2 separate regions of the Sus scrofa genome follow, and region 2 is linked to region 1. The links are chromatin contacts, called in public promoter capture Hi-C maps. All regions are on one chromosome and are shown on one strand. The core of a region is the stretch at or near the end of the contact, and the rest is flanking DNA. Distances in the headings are between cores, read along the strand shown.

The links. Promoter capture Hi-C pulls out the DNA fragments that hold promoters and counts their contacts.
Region 2: a contact with region 1 is called in a promoter capture Hi-C map of liver, with 2.3 times the contacts expected there. The contact joins the promoter of DCBLD1 here to the enhancer-like site in region 1. A contact is called at or near these places in 3 of 5 promoter capture datasets (fetal skeletal muscle and liver), 8 of 47 Hi-C or Micro-C datasets (embryonic fibroblasts, liver, omental adipose tissue and 3 more) and 1 of 2 datasets of contacts at active chromatin or transcription factors (skeletal muscle).

What each region holds. Positions count from the first base shown.
Region 1 is chr1:44,300,982-44,304,619 of Sscrofa11.1, forward strand. DCBLD1 (discoidin, CUB and LCCL domain-containing protein 1) reads right to left here. Exons shown (of 15, transcript XM_005654388.3): 15 at 127-2,184. The coding sequence ends at 1,682. Among named protein-coding and RNA genes, the nearest start is that of GOPC, 63 kb to the left of the region's middle. Within about 2 kb of position 2,075, at least 42 of the 83 cell types and tissues checked have an H3K27ac peak or open chromatin away from gene starts, as enhancers often do. A contact at or near this core is called in fetal skeletal muscle, liver, omental adipose tissue and 2 more, where this site is marked.
Region 2 is chr1:44,371,784-44,375,421 of Sscrofa11.1, forward strand. DCBLD1 (discoidin, CUB and LCCL domain-containing protein 1) reads right to left here and starts at 1,929. Exons shown (of 15, transcript XM_005654388.3): 1 at 1,700-1,929. The coding sequence starts at 1,811.

The sequences.
Region 1 (3,638 bases), core at 825-3,324:
CTGGAACCAAGTCCTGTGGGACTCCAAGCCTGTGCTCTTTCCACTGTACTCCTTGCCCTCTTTAGGAGGCTGAGCCTCAAGTACCTTCAAAAGCCCACCAAGCAGGACGCCAATGAGAGAGAGGGGCACGTTGGTTTTGCATAATTTATTACAATTAGTATGCATAGAAAACCAGGTAAACTCACAAGGTAAATGGTTTATCTTCCACAATAACCACAGATAGTCTGCCGTGACCTGCCAGCACCTCAGTATTTTAAAATTTGTGTGTTTCACAGAAAGTCACAGTCGTACAAATAGGATTATAATACATTTTTTTAGGGAAAGGACTTTTGGTCCACATTTTCAATTAAAAACAAACAAAACACTTTCCTCTTTGGCAAAAGAGGTTAAATTCCCCTCACAGTGAACTCACAAAGCAAGCTCAGATAAAAACTATGGAAGAGGAGGTGCAGCTGAGGTCTGGGCTAATCTGGAATTAGAGACATGTACTTGAGGGAAATTCTCTTACAAAATACGTTGTTTCTAACCATCTCAGTAGAAAAGCTCTGTAGATCTGGCTTCAGTCACTTTTCTAAGAAAACACTCCAAATAACTTTTTGTGTTTCAGAGTACAGTGTGCTATTTCAGAAGAAAGTCATGAAACGTGTGGGCGTCTGATTTCAGCAATATTTTTAATCTGAGGTACAAAAAAGCATCTGACACAGTAATTCAGAGTGAAATTGCTGTGCCACCTTCATTCAGTTGAGAGAGCAGTTTTGGTTGCTTCATTCAGTTGAGAGAGCAGTTTGGTTGCTGGAAGTCTCGGCATTTGTCTTTGCAAGACAGTTTGAAAAGGCAGATTTGCATGTGAAAGCTGTACAGTATCTGCCAGGCCAGAGGTGAGCAAGAAGCACAGTGTGATGGAGGCAGCTGCTCAGAGAGCCAGGTCCCCCAGGCCAAGGACAGTGAGGTCCCCCGCAGGCCATGGGGACCTGCTCCTTGCATGTCCTGACCAGCCACTGCATCTCACCTGAAGTGGAGTTTAAGGAACAGGCAGCTGCTGAAATGGTTGGGTTTTGTTTGTTGGTTCTTTTTAATCTACAATCATAATTGCTAACAACCACCCTGATGTGCTTTTCATGCTTCAAGTAATTTCATTCCTTCCAGGAGAAGAATGTTAACAATGCTTTTAGTTCTCCGTATCAAAGGAAAGGAAATGAACCATAATAACAACACGGTTAACTTTAAACAGACCTGCTGCTAACACAGTATCAGAAAAATATATTTTAAAAGTAGACATACTATCATAAACGTTTTTGCAACAGCTTCATAAACGTTTTTGCAACAGCTGTGTTCTTCCACTTAACCTCTGTGCAGAACTAAAACCTGCTAAAGCAAACTTAAGTTACTTTTTGTTAAATACAACTCTGTACAGATTGCACATTTTACACCGAAGCAGCTCAGTTATCACAGTCAGAGAAGTGAAAATGCCATATGAGATTTTTCAGTTTTTTAGCCTAACAAAAAACCCACAGACGCTTGCTCTAAGGATCAGAACAAAACCAGCTGCACAATTCTGTAAACAGTGTGAGAGGAAGTCTCTAGGACTCCACAGCAGGATCCTATTAAAACACACACGCGCACACACACCTCCCTCCAGGGCCGACGCTCAGTACCACAGCAGCTTGCTTTCACATTGTGTTCACAGAAGAGCGGTCATGGCCGTCGGGTTGAGGGGTCTGAGGCAGTCTCTGGGGGCCAAGTAGGCAGCAGAGGTCGCGGGTCCGATCTGGGGCTTCTGATAGTCGGGAGGGGCGCGCCCCACGGCCAAGCCGCCGCCCGTGGGCCTGTCGTAGCCCGGGCCCGTGGGGCTCTGCGGCTGCTGGTAGCCGGCGTCCGAGGAGAAGGCACCGGAGGAGAGGGAATGCTTGTGCGCGGGCCCGGGGCCCGGGCCGCGGGGGCCGCACCGCGCGGAGAAGGTGTGCGCGCGGGCCAGGTGCCGCTCCACGATGGGCGTGGCGTACTCGGGCTCCGGGTGGGTCAAGGGCAGGGCGTACTGGTGGCGGCTGGCCGGGAGGGGGCAGTCGTAGTGGCTGCGGGACTCGGCACCCGGCCCTGCCGCCTCCGCCTCGGTGTCCATCGGCCGGAAGGTGGAGCCTTTCCTGGTGACCGTCCCGGTGCCAATCATGAGAGGCTGCTGGTAATCTGAAACCCAAAGGGCAGAGGTTTGTGCACCCCACCCGCACCGGCACCCCCACTGTGCGTAGAGGGGCGCTGCGCTGCACCCGCTCTGCTGAGCGCCCGCCGTGTACCAGGGGTGAAGAGAAGGCCCGGGCAAAAGGCACCGACGCCACACTTATGGGCTACACAACCACACGCTTGCTTTAGGAAGCCGAAAAGGGTAGCAGGGACCTAGAAAGGCGGAGATTACGGTTAACCATAGAGAGGACCATGAGGGAAAATACTCCACGCAGCTCTTAAACTGGCTCTTGAGAGGCCAGATTTTGGAGGTGGAGATAATACCGTGAAGAATGGGAATAGTGATTGAACAACTTATTAACTAACCACAGACAGTGTGATGTGGCCAGAGTATGAGGGACATGGAGTAATTTAATACAATATAAAGAGTGAAGTAATAGGTTGGGACTAATGATAATGGTGAAGCTCCCATTTATGGGAGTCCTTTCTTGGTGCCAGGCACTATTCTATGATACTAAGAGAACAATTCATTAAATCCTCTGAAAAAAGAAGTACTATGAGTTGAGGACTATTATTCCATTTTACAAATGGAAAACTGAAGCAGAGAGAGATTAACTAATTCCCCCCCCCCACCTTTTTGGCTGCACCCATGGCATGTGGAAGTTCCTGGGCCAGGGACTGCACCTCCACAGCAAGTCACTGTAGTTGGGTACTTAACCCACTGCCATGCGGGAACTCCAAAATTAAGTAATTTTTCCAAGATCACAGGGGTAGCAGCCAGTAGTGCTAGAATTCGAACATAGGTCCCAAGTGTGAGCTGTTACCCATATGCTAGATCACAAAGGGCACTAGAAGCCTTGCTAGGAAGTTGATTTAATTCTGTAGAAATCTACTGAGGACCCTAAATAAGAGACTGGCAAAGAGATGTAACTCCAGAAGGAGACTGAAGAAGGAAAGATCAAAAAAACAAAAAGTAAAAGGCAGAGAAATGAAATATAGAAGCCACAAATCAGGTGGCTGGCAGCAGCTTCAGAAAGGCTATTTGGAAAGGGGACAGGTATCAGAGGAATTTGTCACCAATGATGTAGGCAGGGTGGGAGGAAAGAGGATGCTTCCCAGATGTAAAGCTCTGAAAAAACAGGATCCACAATCAAAAGGCAATTAGAGAAGGAATGCACAGAGCATGTGAGGTGAGGGTTAGGAACAATGGGTTCAAGTTTGGGTCCTCTGAGGAACTGATGACACTTGCAGGAGATGATGTCCAGCAGGCAAGAATTACTGACTTACTGGAGACCAAGAGGGAAGTCTGGGTGTGAGCAGACAAGAAGGAAAGGAAGCACTCTGGAGCTCTGGAGTGGAGTGGGTGAGACTGCAGAAGAGTGGGGGCAAGAGTGGGACGTGGGTCCTTGCACGTTTAAGGTGCCTGAGAAGGACCACATGGTGAGGAGGGAGGAGAGGCT
Region 2 (3,638 bases), core at 679-3,178, 71 kb after region 1:
CCATCCAACTACATATCCAGTAGCATATCTCCAAACCTAAAGTGGGTGTACATGCTTAAATTTATGGAAGCTTGAAAAAGAAGAGACCAAGGGCTAACTGGAAAAATCACACAGATGTGAGATATACTCAAAAACCATTGATCATGCCTCTTCACTCAAGAGGTGTCAAAACTCAAGTCTCTAGGAGATTTTTCCCAGTAAATGTGCCAAATCTAAGTTTTACTTCTGATTGAATATTTAACATCCTAAATATATAGGATGCTTCATGGAAACATGACAACATCTTTTTCCAACAATCATGTGCAGTCAAGTCTCAAATTTGAAGCTCTAAGAATCTAAGCAATCACACTTCTTCCCAGAGAACTACTCTATAAAGCACTCAGTTAACAGCCTGGATGCATCTGAAACTTCACTGGGGAAAAAATGGAGGACAGTTTCCGCCAGATTAGTACAGGGACATATATATAGGTGGCTCTATTCATAGATGTACAATATTGAAAGTGCATCTTCAAACAGTGACTTGAGAAACATTTTTTAAGTGCTTAAAAGATCCATATCAAAATCCTACATATTTAATAAAAGCATACATATTTATCAATATTTTACGAAACGTCTAGCATTCTGCTACAGTGCCAAAATATTTTGTCTAAACTGCCTTTTTTTTTTTTTTTTCTTTTCCTAACAAATCGGTATGGAGGCTAATTTAGGAAGCACTACCAACATCTTGAGTATCAATGTTTCAGACTGGAAACGGATACATGGTTCAGGGGGAAAAAATGGCAGCATTTGGCTTAGTTTTGATTTTTGTCTCATTAGAAGGCACGGGGCGGGGGAGGGGAGGCAATCGAAATATTCTGGATAAATGCACTGCCATTCAGTAACCTCCATTGTAGAGGGGCAAAAGTAGGGGAGGAGGGAAACAAGAACTGAAAACCCAGCACAAAGCTACCCCTTGCGATCAATAAAGAATTAAAACGATCTGCCTACGGCTGGTAAAACGGCTTACTGCTTTCATCTGGTGGATTTACCTCAGTAAACTCGACTGTGGACTAATTAGGTCCAACTTGAAACCAAGGACCAGGTCCATAGAAAGATCAGCCTAGTCGGGAGCTGATTCACTCAAACGCCCAAGAAGGAACCGAGCCACAGGGTTCCGAGTTGGGACGCAAGCAGCTCACTCGTGGGAGGCGGCGCGGTGGGGCTGCTGGCTTCCCCGGCAGACCTCGGGAAATCATTTCCCGACCACTCAGTGCAAGCCGCAAACGCACACGCTAGGATTCCAGCCGCGCAGGGGCGAGAGGCGACCGGGATGGCCCGGCCGCCCCAAGTGCTAGGCAGCTCTGTCAAAAGGAGGCTAGGACTCCGGTACAGGACTCTCGCCTAAGGCGGCCGGGGTCGTCAGCTCGCGCCCCCTAGGCCAAGTCACTTCTCCGGGGGGCGGCGGAGTCAGGAAGTCTGGAAATTAAATGAGAGGGGCTGCAAAGAGAGAGGGCGGGGAGGGCCAAGTTGACTCTCCTGTTTGGGGGCTAAGGAGTAAGTTTGGTGGGGAGCAGTCGGAGCGCAGTAACTTATTTTATACTCGAACTGCTGCCGCCCAGAGAGAGCCGGACTCCACAGGGCGCAAGCGGCTACTCCGACTTCCTCCCGCGCGCGGTCCCTACAGGCCCAGCCCGCCGCCCGCCCGCCGCGCTCCACTCACCCAACTTCTCCGCCTGCAACCAGAGCGGCGCGGAGACCGCGAGCAGCAGAGCCAGGAAGCCCCGCCGGGCAGCCCCCGCCGTCGCGCAGCCGCCGCGGGCGCCGGCCACCATGGCCCTGCCGGGCGCCACCTTGGCAGGCTCCGTTTTCCTTCGGCGCGCGCAGCGCCGCCGCCGCCGCCCGGGCCGGGCCGCCTCCTCCGCGGCCAAGCGCGGCGCCGGGACTGGACGCAGCCTCGGGCCGGCACCGAATCTCATTGGGGCGGCCCGGGGCCCAGCCCGTCAGGGGCGTCTCCCGCTCCGCCCTGCTAGCCAGCCCCCGAGGAGGAAGTCGCTCCCGGGCGGCGGCTGGCCGCCAGGGCGGAGGCGTACCGGGCGCCGTCTGCGCTCCCCTCTAAGTACCCGGCGCTCGCTGCTTCACTCCTCCCTTTTCCTCCGCCCCTTCTCCCCCAGTGCACGTGAACCTGGGAGCCACGAGGACTCCTGGCCTTCAGACCTGTCCGGAGCTGCCTGGGTCTTCCCCCGAGTGCTTGAGCGCGTGGTGAGCGCGCCAGAAAGGCTACTCTCCTCCAGGGCTTTGGCATGCCCTTGACAGTAGCACTGGGGAACTCGAAATACTGTCACCATAGGATGATGATGGTGACAAGATCTAGTCCAAGTTCCTCCATTTATTCATTCAAAAGTTACGAGGTTCCAAAAGTGTGCCTCCCAGGCACGGTGCTAAACTTTGTGACACTTGCCGACATTGAAAATAATCAGGCAAGTATGCAATGCAAATTGCAATCGGTGATGAAAAGTGCTAGTGGAGCACATTCAGTAACACCTAATTAGATGGCAGGTGACGAGACTGCAGGTAGAAGTCAGAAGAAGCCTCATCTAAAAAGCGGCATTTATGTGAGAGTGAATGGGACTTGGGAAAACAGCGAGGGCGGGGGACAAGAGAACGAACGGACACGGTATGCAAAAGAGCTGAGAGGGGAAAAGGCCCTCGTAGCCGGAGCAAGGCAAACAGGTGGAAGAATGGCCAGAGGTAGAAGCCAGAGCATAGAGCACTGGCCGGAACGTGGGGGGCGGGGGGGAGCCATGGAAGGCCGCGTAAAGATGTTTAAACTTTATCCCCCGATTAACGAACAGCCAAGGAAGGCTCAGGAGGAGTAACACTGATTGTCTTGGGAGCGGAGAAGGGCTTGGAGGGAGGCAGGTTGGAAAGAGGGAATTACAAGGCTCTTAGCGAGTAGTTGAATGGGGAAGTAGCCGTGGAAATGACTGAGGACAGATAAAATAGATATTTTAAATACTGTGACGTCTCCAGATCGCTAGCCCTCCACTCAGTGCCACAACCTTCGCGCTACAGCTCGGCGCCCTGCAGTTTTCCTGGGTAACAAGCGCCACAGTTATACCTGCAGATGCCGAGAGGGAGGAAGTATTGGAGGCGGGGAGCAAACAACAGCCCCTCCCAGGTCCAATATTGGCCCGTCACATGCTCTTTAGAAACCCTCAATAGACTCTGTTCATACATGCATTCCCTTTTCCCTCTGTGTTTCAAACTAAATACAAACAATGCTGAAATTTCAAATGAGATTATCGTTGGGATTTTGCTTTCTCCAAGGGGGCAGAACTTAACGTGGTCTTTAGAAATGAGGCCAATCCAAGTCTGAATCTAGGATCAGCCACTGCCTGAAGTCCTGGCATACAAGAGGTCCTCAATAAAAGGTTTAGCGTATTTGTATTGAAAGCAATTCACACCATGAACATATTAATTATCCTTGCATACAAAACATAAAAGTCACTGAATCATTTCCTAACTCCAGCTTTCCCTCTCCTTTTCATTCTTTTTAAGGAGGTGGGTATGGGCAGCTGCTGGTCTCTAACAGGTGTGGCTCTGTGGTGATGAATGAAGAAAGACAATGGAAACATTGTTCACCAGTGAGGAATTCATAA